Linked DNA regions of Hordeum vulgare: regions 1 and 2 are each linked to region 3. The links are chromatin contacts, called in public Hi-C maps. All regions are on one chromosome and are shown on one strand. The core of a region is the stretch at or near the end of the contact, and the rest is flanking DNA. Distances in the headings are between cores, read along the strand shown. Region 1 holds the start of LOC123446912. Region 2 has its middle 22 kb from the start of LOC123446911. Region 3 holds the start of LOC123446915 (putative wall-associated receptor kinase-like 16).

What was found. A called contact is a pair of places that touch in the nucleus more often than the background predicts.
Region 1: a Hi-C map of leaf shows a contact between it and region 3, with 4 times the contacts expected there. The contact joins the promoter of LOC123446912 here to the promoter of LOC123446915 in region 3. A contact is called at or near these places in 2 of 6 Hi-C or Micro-C datasets (leaf and seedling).
Region 2: a contact with region 3 is called in a Hi-C map of leaf, with 2.8 times the contacts expected there. The contact joins the enhancer-like site here to the promoter of LOC123446915 in region 3. A contact is called at or near these places in 2 of 6 Hi-C or Micro-C datasets (leaf and seedling).

The regions. Positions count from the first base shown.
Region 1 is chr4H:547,896,846-547,900,889 of MorexV3_pseudomolecules_assembly, forward strand. LOC123446912 reads left to right here and starts at 1,970. Exons shown (of 1, transcript XM_045123458.1): 1 at 1,970-3,882. The coding sequence starts at 2,782. The coding sequence ends at 3,789.
Region 2 is chr4H:547,828,445-547,832,096 of MorexV3_pseudomolecules_assembly, forward strand. No RefSeq gene overlaps it. Among protein-coding and RNA genes, the nearest start is that of LOC123446911, 22 kb to the left of the region's middle. Within about 2 kb of position 1,932, at least 2 of the 3 cell types and tissues checked have open chromatin away from gene starts, as enhancers often do. A contact at or near this core is called in leaf, where this site is marked.
Region 3 is chr4H:548,061,995-548,066,109 of MorexV3_pseudomolecules_assembly, forward strand. LOC123446915 (putative wall-associated receptor kinase-like 16) reads left to right here and starts at 2,284. Exons shown (of 3, transcript XM_045123460.1): 1 at 2,284-3,281; 2 at 3,425-3,592; 3 at 3,956-4,115. The coding sequence starts at 2,396.

The DNA of each region.
Region 1 (4,044 bases), core at 720-3,219, 170 kb before region 3:
CGTATCACCGTGGAGAACTCAAACCGATGCAACTAATGCAATGGCAAGAACACACAAAGTGGTCAAGTCCCTCACACTCAAATCCCTCCGCAACAACAAAAGCTATGGAGAAATATGAGAGGAAGAACAAGGAGCTCACAAAGAACTCCAAGATCAAGATCCAAGGGGTTCCCCTCACATAGAGGAGAAAGTGATTGGCGGAGATGTGGATCTAGATCTCCTCTCTCTTTTCCCTCAAAAACTAGCAAGAATCATTGGGGGGATTGAGAGTTAGCAAGCTCTAAGAAGGTCAATAATGGGGGAAGAACACGAGCTCAACGGATGGATAAGATCAAATGGGGAAAAAGAGCCCCTTTATATAGTGGGGGAAAGAATCTACCCGTTACCCCACTTTCAGCCCGAGCAAAGCGGTACTATCGCTGCCGGTGCGGTACTACCTCACGCACGGTGGTGGCAGAGGGAGGAACTACTGCACAGGGCAACGAGCGATAGAACCGTCAGAGCGGTACTACAGCGCGCCCTTACGGTACTACCGCATGGTAGAATCCAACTGCCACAGAAGTAAAAAAACTACTTTCCTGTCTACCTCCGTTGAGGCTACGGCTGTGAAAAAGTCTGACACGGTAGTACCGAACATGGTTGCGGTACTACCGCCTGAGGGCGGTGGTAAAGAACTACGTCTGCTCTTTATACAACGAAAGTATCGCCCAAGCGGTACTACCGTGGTATAGAGATGTGAGATCTCTATGAATGAAGAACCGACAAAGAACTACGTCCGCTGTTAAGAACATGCAGTTATGAAAATGCTAATGATATAGAGATGTGAGACCTCTATGAATGAAGAACCGGCAAAAACTTCCAACATAGAAAACATCATTGAAGATGCATACGGACTCCGTTTTCGATGAACTCGAGCTTGTCATGAATATGCCCATAAGCTCTAAAACTCACAAAGAGAAACACCAAACAAGAACCAAGAAATATGATGCAAGGATGCAAATGATTTGAGCTCTCAACGAACGATACGATCAAGCTACTCACTTGAGAGCCCCCCTTGAGAGTACGACAATTTATCCTAAAATAGAAAAACCTATCAAGGGAAAACCTATACCTAGCACCTAGTCCTCTTGAGCTAGATGACGATGATCTTGGCTTCCTCAAGATGGACCACCTTTCTTGATTGCCTTGGTTTGATGAAGACTAGTTGATTTCTCCCCCATACTCACTATGGGTGAGCCACTCTTCAATACATCTTCACAAGTCCATTGCCACCACAATGGACGGCAAGCTTCAAGCATGATATCTTCGTGATGCTCCACTTAAACTTGCACACCATAATCTTGATGACGATCACCACTTGATGTCATCCTTCATAGGTTGAATGGGATCTTTCTCTTGACGCAAACCCGTGGAAACACACCTAACCCCACATAGAACTCTCACGAAGACCATGGGTTAGTACACAAAAGCGTTATGGACAATGCTTACCATACCATAGGATCACTTGATCTCTCTCGGTACATCTTGTACACTATGTGTTGATCATCTTGATTTACTCTTTGCTTAGTCTTGATCAATCTTGTGTCTTTATGACCAATCTTTGGATAATACTTTGAATACCACCTTGATTATCATATAAACTCCTTGAAACCAATAGATGGACTTCGAGAAGTGCCTATGGACAAATCCTTCGAATATAACTCAATGTAATTATTAGTCCATAAGGATTGTCATCAATTACGAAAACCGCATACGGAGAAATATGCTCTAACAAAAAGCAATCCTTAAAACTAAATTGCTTAGTCAGCCTGTTCCTTGCAGCAAATTAGTAGAAATTTGACAGTGCAAAATGGCATTAGACTATGAAAAATGAAAGATTAGTTAAATTGGTGTACTTTTGAGCAAAATGAAAAAAAAAAGACTTTTACTTTGTACAAGCCCTACTTGATCAATAATGTGCAATAGTTATCCAGAAAAAAAAGCGCAACAATGATGACGCGGTGGCCACCAAATCCCACAACAAACTATTGGTACAGTTAAACAAGTGCTCCCACCTACTAGTGTCTCACAAACAAAGTCAGAACGTCCATCGCCAGGAGTAACTCATTTACTGGAACTGAAATCAGAGAGCATATAACTCTAGTCGGAACGACGGCACGAGGCACGGCAGTTTTGGGGAAAAACTGTGGTAACCAACATTCCTCTGGTGCGACCAAATGCGTGCCAATCCCGCTCGCAGTGTACGTTAACTTTTCAGAACCTCGAGGTCTCATTCTCACGCGCTCTCATGGGGGGAAATGTGACCTGTCGGTGACCATACGCAACGCCTTTGAGTTGACGTGTCTCTGTCAGGAAGCCATCAGGAACTGATTTTGTTTCTTTAAGCCGAATTTTTGGCCGATTCACGATCCATTCACCAACAAGTTACCCCTACCGCTGCACATTGTTTATCTCCCTGCTCGCTGACGAGCCTCAAAAATCATCTCGTGTCTATCTTTCTTGTCTCCATCAGATGCTAGGTACACGGGGCCCATCGGCTAAACCATCCCCATCTCACACTCTGCAAGCAACATGAGCACCACACCAACATCCATGAGGCGGAGCGCATGGCACCGGGGATCCATAACCATAAGACGAGTGAGCTCCTGCGGAGAAGCCATCATTAGCCACCTCGATGCAGAATGCACAGTGCTGTTAGCAGCAGCCGAAGGTCAAGGCAGAGGAGAAGGGTAGCATCATTGTCGTATCATTAGGACTTTGTTGGTTGATCCGGGGGCGGCCATGTCGTACGATCAGGTGCTGTCTGTTCTAGGGGGCGGCGGCAAGGCGGCGGCGGTGGCGACGAGCGCGTGGAGCGGCCATGGAAGCAACATCACGAGGCAGATCGTCAAGTGCACCAGGTGGCAGCTGGAGGAGACCACCGACCTCATCACCTGCCCTTACCACTACTACTGCGACAGCTCCTACCCGGGCGACTACTCGGCTGCCGTCGGCGTCCTCGTCGCCGTTTTGGCCGTTTACTGCCTCCTGTCCGCTGTGGCCTTCACCGTGGCAGAGATCGTCAGGGCTGGCGGCGGCAGCAGCTCGGCCGGTGGCGTCGGGAGGATCAAGCGGAAGTACCTGGTGCCGTCGGGGCCCTTCTTGATGCCGCTGGTGCTGCTGGTCCTCGCCAAGGGGCAGCGGATCAACGCCGTCTTCCCGCTCGCGCGGCTCGGCCCGGCATTGCTGCTCACGCTGCAGGCGTCGGCGCTGGCGTTCCGGAACGAGGCCGACGGCGACGTGCGCTACGCCGTGCTCGAGGCGTCCACCGTGTCCGGGATCCTGCACGCGAGCCTGTACCTGGACGCCGTCGTGCTGCCCTACTACACGGGCACGGATGCGCTCCGCTGGTCGCGGTTCTCCGGCAAGTGCGCCACCTGCCTCTGCCGGATGGAGCCTCTGGTGGTGGGCGGACGGACGGTGCTCTACCGGGGCCTGTCCAAGACAGCGCTGTCCATCATCTTCGCGCTCTGCTCCAGGATGGTGTGCCGGATCTACGGCGAGGAGCGGCTGAGCGCGTGGACGCGGTCGGCGCTGGAGATCGCGAGCTGGCTTTTCGTGTCCGGCGACGCCGTATACCTCGCCGGCTGGGTGCTCGCCGAGGGCGCCGCGGCGAGCGTGGCCGTGTACGGGGTCGTCGCCGGGCTGGTGTTCCTGTGTGTATTTGGGAAGGTTTACAGATTCTTGGCGTGGGTGGAGAACAGGCAGGTCCAATGGAAACCAAGCCTTACCTGCCACAATGTGGTTTGATCATTTCTTCCTTTCTTTCTTTCTTTTCCTTATGTTTTTGAAGGAAAGTGTAAAGAATAATAACCAATTAAGTCAGCTTTTGTGTGTACATAATTGCAAAGCATTGTAACCGTTATTTTGGGGGTTTATGTGCATAAAAAGATAGTAAATGCAAAGCATATCTGCCACATAACTTTGGCGATGGAACACCTCTTTTGAAGTTTTATTAGGTTGCTAAAACAACTTTATAGGGTATGCCCGATAGATAATTAAAAG
Region 2 (3,652 bases), core at 682-3,181, 230 kb before region 3:
CGTCAAAATCGTGGTAGTGCTTGGCGAAGCCCTGCCGAGATCGTTCCACCACCATCGGCATCATGCCATCTTGTTGCCGGAGAACTCAACTACTACTTCGCCTTCGCTCGCTGGATCGAGGTGGTGAAGGCATCATCGAGCTGCACGTGTGCTCAACGCGGAAGTGCCGTCCGTTCAGCACTTGATCGAAACATTCGTGATTGGATCACGAAGACGTTCGACTACATCAACCGCGTTTCACAACGCTTTCGCTTAGCGATATACAAGGATATGTAGATGCACTCCCTCTCTCGTAGTTGTTCATCTCGGATCTTAAGCTTGCATGACCAGTATTGACCCACCGATGTGTCGCTTGGAGATGCTTGGATTGTTCCCACGTTGACCCAATTGGCCCATCAAGCTAACTTATAATAGGTAAATATCAAACAAAACCCCTAGAGTATTATCTCACCTCATTCTCACGCCGTCGTATTCTCCCACACATATAATGCTTGGAAGCGACATCACAGAGGCCATCAATGGCATGATGGCTTGAGCTCCAGCAAGGAGAGTAGAACGGTCATCTCAATCTCACTACAGAGTGGTAGAATGACACGTCTCAGAACATCGAATTGCTACCGACATGTCATTGTTGTTGGGGTTGCGTCACTCTTGATCACCTTTATGCCAACTTTGCAGTTTTTGCGCACTCTTCCGCGTCCTTCAGCAGTCGTGACAATTTCCCAAGTGTGGTCATGCTCGCGCCCACACAACGACCCACACGGCCAACTCTATTACAAGGGTGTAGAGGCACTGATGGTGACATGGGAGAAAGAGAGGGGGAGGGAGGGAGGGAGGGAGGGAGAGAGAGAGGGAGAGAGAGAGAGAGAGAGAGAGAGAGAGAGAGTTGGGGTGATGTTTAGAAAACATCCTCCGCCTTGATAGCCGCAGGATCTGAGCTCGCCAACCGTCCGATCTTCTTCCAGTGAGCTTCGCAACAAGGCTTGTGTTGCGTTCGTCTCTTTGCAACAACGGCCGCGTTGCAGAAACTATAGCCGCATTGTAGAAATAATTCCTGAAACAACGATCGCCTAGTAGAAACAACAATCGCGTTGCAGAAACAATTGCTTTGTTTTGTTACCGAAATATTTTTGACACATCTCTTGTTGCAAATTTTTCTTGCAACAGATCGTTTGTTGCGATATGCTTTTTGAAACAACTGCCTAGTTAAAGAATAGTGAAAGCTCATGGAAACACTCCTGAGCCGTCTGAGATCCGACGACAATGGAGACGGTCGTCGCGAGCAAAAAAGATCTGTCGACTGGACGAGGGTATTTCCCCTTGTTTTTACGGTTGCATTTAGGACTTATCATGCGTTTTACTCATAAATTTATTGTTCAAGAACTTAGTATTTGTGCATGGATCTATCGCATGATCATTAGACGCCCATGTCGTCAAGAGCCTGGCAAACATTGCACTAAACATGTTTGCACTTAGGATGAGCCAGCCAAACACTAGACGCCCATGCGGTTATATCTTCTTGCATTTGCACGGGGATGTACCCGTACTCGTGACACTACTGCATACACGGGAATCCCCTGAGCTTGTTCAAGTCCGAATAATTGTTTATAACGGCCGCATACAGATTCGAAACTGTATCATGTTCCTGCCGGTTGACTTTGCCTCCCTCACGCAGATCTACCTGAGCGTCTGTCCCTGCTCCAGCAATGCGCCATTGATGCAGAACGAGCAGGTACAGGTAAAGAAGTGCACGACCTGCTCTAAATTTACATATTAATTATCCCGATGCGCAACGGGAGTATAGCACTTAGAGAAAACTGGCGTATAGATTAAAATCTTAACCGCCTCTCCGAAGTACAGCAGTACACTGCCATTTCGAATGCCGCTGCGTCCATTGGTCGAACGGGGGCACCGGCCACTTCAGGGGGGCCCCAGCGTAAGTGCAGGGGACCCAGTCCACGCACTAGAGATTAGATGCAACCACATGGTTGCTAGGAGTAGGAGGTGATGGTTTCCCTGTTTCGTCAAGGCACCAAAGTTTGGAAATCTCCCCCTGATTTCGAGGAGAAGAAGGCAACCGGGAGGAGGCAACCAACATCATCATGGATTCACGCTAGAGCGACTCGTTTTCGAAGGTAGGCGGGCATGATGCCTTCACGAGGATGCAGACCACATGTTGCCGGCCTGCCGGCCGATCGACGACGCTGACTCGCGGGTTATATATAACCTTGGGAAATGGTTTGGTGCTGGGCGGCAGCGAAATGCCACCTTCCGTCTGTCTGCTCGACTCAACAATGTGTGATCGAAGCTGGGGGCATCGGCATCAGAGGCTCGCCGCATGGGTGCCGTGCCGGCAGTAATTCTGTCACTCGTGCGGCCTTAGAGTGTTTCCAGTAATTCTGTCACTCGTCCGGCCTTAGAGTTTTTTTTCAGCCGTTCAGCCACACGGACCTAAAATAGCGTTATCTTTTACATGTCGAAAAGCTTGTAGAAATTAGTATAATTGTTATGCAATCCCAGATCCGATAACACCAACGTTTCCGATCCACATGCGTTAATATGCCCAACCGAAGAGCAACACCGACTTATAACAGGCATTGGACCATCTCTTTTCAAAAGACTAGCCTATTAGGAGGGGACACTCTCACCCTTATAAGTCGTGTTATGTCTCCTCCTCACACATCGGTCGCCTATGGCTCGCTAATACCAACATCTCCAGCCCACCAACCATGACCGACCATCCGTGAGTCTACCGAGATCTATTCCGGGCATCTGGGCTCTGATACCACTTGTTACGCAATCCCGGGTCCGCTAACACCAGCGTTTCCGACCCACATGCGTCAACAGGCCCAACCGGAGAGCAACACCGACTTATGACAAGCCTTGGACCCTCTCCCTCCAAAAGACTAGCCTATTAGGAGGGGACACCCTCACCCTTATAAGTCATGTTATGTCTCCTCCCACAACCGATGTGGGACTAAACCCAACAATAGTCACCGTCGTCATTGTCGTCCTCATGCGCTCCACCGTCGTCTTTGCTGCACCCCTGCCCTGGGTCGCCGTGGCGAACGGGGTTGGAAGGCCCCGACGCCTCCTCATTGTTGTCGTCGAGGCTGACGCCGCCGCCCTCCTTGCGGCCGCGGCGCCAGGTGGCGATCTCCTCAAGGGTGTGGTGCTCACACTCTATCTCCTTCTAGACGTAGTCACCCCGCGCCCATTTAAGGGCGGTCTCGTCGTCGGCGGCCATGCCTAGGTGCTCTTGCTTGACGGGAAGGAGTCCCGGCTCCGTCTTCGGCTTGACAAGGCGGGAGACGCCGGGCTCATTAATGACGATGTCGCCGCTGCGCGTGCGCTACCCCAGTGACGTCTCCTACGGCTCCAGATTGGTGGAGAGGAGCGTCAGTGACCCGGAGGAGCGGGAGCGGGAACAGGACGAGGAGGACGGCGCCGTCTCCATCGGCCTTTGCGTCCAGGAGCTGCCGCGACGGCAGGAGAAGGCGGGTGGCGATGGGTACTCGTACCTCGGCGAGTTACCGTCCTCGATGTGCTCGAGGACGGCCTCTAATGTGCGACCGGGGATGCCTCACTATTGGCGGCGTCCCTCGGAGTTGTGGCGGACGCATGGTTCGACCCGTTGGTGGCGGCGAGCTGG
Region 3 (4,115 bases), core at 1,034-3,533:
CACGCATTAACAACTCCTTCTTTCCGGATGACTAATTAGTAAGTTTTGGTTTATCCATTTATTTTTTTGCTGCATCTAGGAGGCTAGTACTAGAAGGATATGGACAGATTTCTGCTGAAACAAAGTGGAACAGAGACTGATCTGTAGGGAATTCAAGGCCAGTTAGACTAAGGCAATATCACGCACCAAATATTGGTACTACTACTACTACAGGAGGCATTAATTTCGATGAACTTCCTTTTGAGCCGGCTAATCGAAAAAGAATATCATAATACACTAAGAATCGAAAGAAGCAAGATGAGATCAGAACAATATATTTAACTAGAGGACCTTATAGGCCACAAGAAGGCTTTATATATCCGCAAAAGACCATCGAAGGATTCGAGCGAAGATTCAAGCCAGAATGGTATAAAGATTATCATTGGCTAGAGTACACTGATAAAGTGCATAAGGCATTTTGTCAATGTTGCTATTTGTTTAGGGATTGATCGACAGATACAATGAAGTAAATTCTGCATTGCTTATTCACATGGCTTCTTTAAATTCAAAAAACTCTTTCGCTGCTTTTAACCTAGAGAGTTTGTTGAAGCTAGCTGAGTTTTATCCTCAGGATTTCGATTCATCAAAATTGATTGACCCCACTGATCATTTTTTCTAGCTTCGTCAAAATTGATTGACCCCACTGATCATTTTTTCTAGCTTCGCCCCTGATCTGCTACACTCACTTGGCTCCCAACACCCGCGTTGCGGTCTCACTCTCTTGATTGACAACACTAGCGCGATGCAGTTCATCATAGTGATCAAAGTAGAGAAGCTCAATCTCCAGATCAACTATGACGGAGATCGTGTTCGCACATGTGTGGGAGGAGGAAGGGAAGCATGTGGACTTGGATGGACTGGACACGATGCATCGATGTATAATGTGACGTATGTATATATGCTAAATCTAGAAAACTAGAGAAGGATGGATCAATGATTAACTCGCATAAGCAAAATAAGATGGATTAATGAGTTTTTTTTTGAACAACCACATGTTTCATTAATCGAAATTAAGTTACAATAAGCATCACACGTGAAAACTAAAAGACAAACCGGGATAAAATGATTATCCTGAATTTGCAGATAAAAACATAAAAGATCGAGAAATACAAAACGATCCCTAGGGTTTCCTGCAACCACCGTAGCGAACGGCCGCCGCCCAACTCCAACGCCACCGAGGCGAACGCCGGAAGAGACGTCGAGCCTCCACCATCCCAAGATCCGAGAAAGCACCATCACCAACAAGGCTTTGTGAGTCGATGAACAGGTCCGCTGCACGCAGCAAGGCACATGTCGTTGTGGCGCGTCGATCGGGGGACGTCCTCGTGTTGTCTTGGACCAAGATTTGTCGCCTCCCATCAAAGTTGGAGAGGAACGGCATATCCACCACCTTCGGACCGACATCCTCGCTCCAGAAGAACCACCTCGCCCCGGCCGTCAGCGTCGTCGCGAATAACCACGAACGCCAGCGACAGACCGAGAAACTGATCTCGCCAGATCTGAAGAACAACGAAAAGACCAAGCTGGCGATCTGAAGGACCGAGCAGCACACGTTGCCACAACTCCAAGACGCCGCCGTGAAGGTCGCCGCCAGTGTGGGAATAGAGTTGAGACAGATTTATTTGCCCGGACGCTGCTCTCACCACCCCAACGGCGTCCCAAGAAAACACTAGGTCAACCCTAACTACAAGTCGGCGAGACATAGTTAATTCTCATCTAGATGGCATAACCCCTTATTTATTCGGCCCGCAACGTGTATTGACCATTTCCACACGCAGTGTGTTGAAGAGAGGTTAGAGCATGGTTAATAGTATAGTCAACTGCTGGCTATAACCAGTCTTATATCCCCTCTTATAGCTAGCTTGTACAATAGTTAGTTTAAAAGGATACTATTTTTATCATATATGACCCACCTTTCATTCTCACAAAGCACTTAGGAGCACGTGCTAGAGCTGGCTCTTCACGAAGAGCTCGCTTCCCTTCTCTCTCATCCAACTCAGCAAAAATATAGTATTTTAATCCTTACAGTCTGCTGATTGTACGTTATTATACTTGCTCTCAAGAAGTTATGTCATGTCTCAGATAGACAGCTCCGTTCCCTCGAAAAGAAAAAACCATAGACAGCTCCAGGCGAATAATGGTTCTATCTGACCTACAGTACACGATTGTCTCGCCGTGTACTCCCCGTCAACGAAGCTGCTGGTAAGGACGTGTCCTCCTTGCATTTGCTGCGCTCTGCGTTGTTTTCTTGACATCTTCCGTCGATCACCGATATCAATCCAAGTGCTCTGCCCAGACGCTAAAGGCGGTCCATCCAGATCCAGGCAGCCACCGCTTAGCTTTGACTGCAGAAAGAATGGCAATGCTTGCAGTTCTGCTATTGCTGGCAGCGCCGCTGCTTCCACCCACAGCAGCGCCGGGGTGCCGGCGGCAGTGCGGCAACGTGACCGTCCCCTACCCCTTCGGAATCGGAGCGCGCTGCCACCGTGGCGAGGACCGTGGGTTCCGGCTCGAGTGCGACGACACGCGCCACCCACCGCGGCTGACCGTGGCCGGCTACGGCCACGAGGTCGTCGCCATCTCGCTCGCCTCTGCCGAGGCCACCGTGCTGCTCAACGCCAGCCGCGCCTGCTACGACCGCACCTCCGGCTCCGGCCGCGTTCTTGGCCGGCGGGAGTACCCCATGGCCCTCAACGGCAGCGCCTTCCTCTTCTCCTCCATGAAGAGCAAGTTCGTGGCCATCGGCTGCCCGGACCTGGCCTACTTCGTGGACGACGGAGGGTACTACGTGACCGGGTGCATGTCGGTGTGCCGGCCGTCGGCGCGCGCGCTGCCCGGGTCGTGCCGGGGCGGCGACGGCTGCTGCCAGAGCAACATCCCTCTGGGGCTGGACTCGTACCGCCCGCACGTCCGCAGCTTCGGCCGGCGCCAGCAGCAGCAGGGAGGCACGTTCCTGGCTAACTCCACGGGCTGCGCCTACGCGTTCATGGTGGACGCCTGGTGGTTCTGGTACGCCGGCTCCCACTTCAACAGGACCGGCGACTTCGCCGTGCCCGTCGTGCTGGACTGGGCCATCAGAGGCGCCGGGGGCTCCTGCGCCGCCGTGCGGGAGAACGCCACCGCCGCCTACGCGTGCCGGAGCGCGCACAGCGTGTGCCTGGACTCGAGCAACGGCCCCGGGTACGTCTGCAACTGCACCAGCGGCTACGAGGGGAACCCATATGTCGTCGGCGGCTGCAACGGTACCACTCCAACTCCAATACTAGTACTATGTTCCCGGAATTCTTGTCTCGTCGATCAGTTCTTGCTCATCTGTGGCTTGACATCCTCTTCTGATTTTTTTGTCGAACTGACGAATTTTCTCATACTATAACTCAAACGGAAGACTTGGACGAATGCGCGCGACATGATTTGTACCCGTGCTACGGTGTGTGTAGCAACACGCCAGGCAGCTACCTCTGCACATGCCCCAAGGGGTGGAGTGGAAACGCTACCGTGCAGGATGGTTGCCACCAACAAGACAAATTCACATTGGCGCTGAAGGCCGTCACAGGTAGAATAGAACAACATGCTTCAGTCGTTAGGTTTTGTTTGAAAATACTTGAATTTGACTGAAATTCACAGGCATTTTAGTTCAGAGATACTCCATCCGTTCCTAAATATAAGTATTTTAAGCGATTTCACCAAGGGGCCACATACGAAGCAAAATAAGTGAATCTACACTCTAAAGTATGTCTATATACATCCGTATGTAGTCTTTTAGTGGAATCTCTAAAAAGACTTATATTATGGAACGGAGGGAGTACTAATAAAGTCAATTTTATTCAGGAAACAGGGAAAGAAGTCCTTATACATGACTAGAGTCTAGCTACATTGTACTAGTAAAATCGTTTGTAATCATGAACAATTTGTTCAGGTGTAAGCATAGGCGTGTTCCTGGTGATCCTGGCGGGCTTCTGGGCACACCTGAGTCTTCAAAAGAGGAGGATGCTCCGAGCAAAGCAGAGGTTCTTCGAGCAGAACGGTGGACTCCTCCTGCAGCAGCACCTGGGTTCACTGGCCAGCTCCGGCGTGGC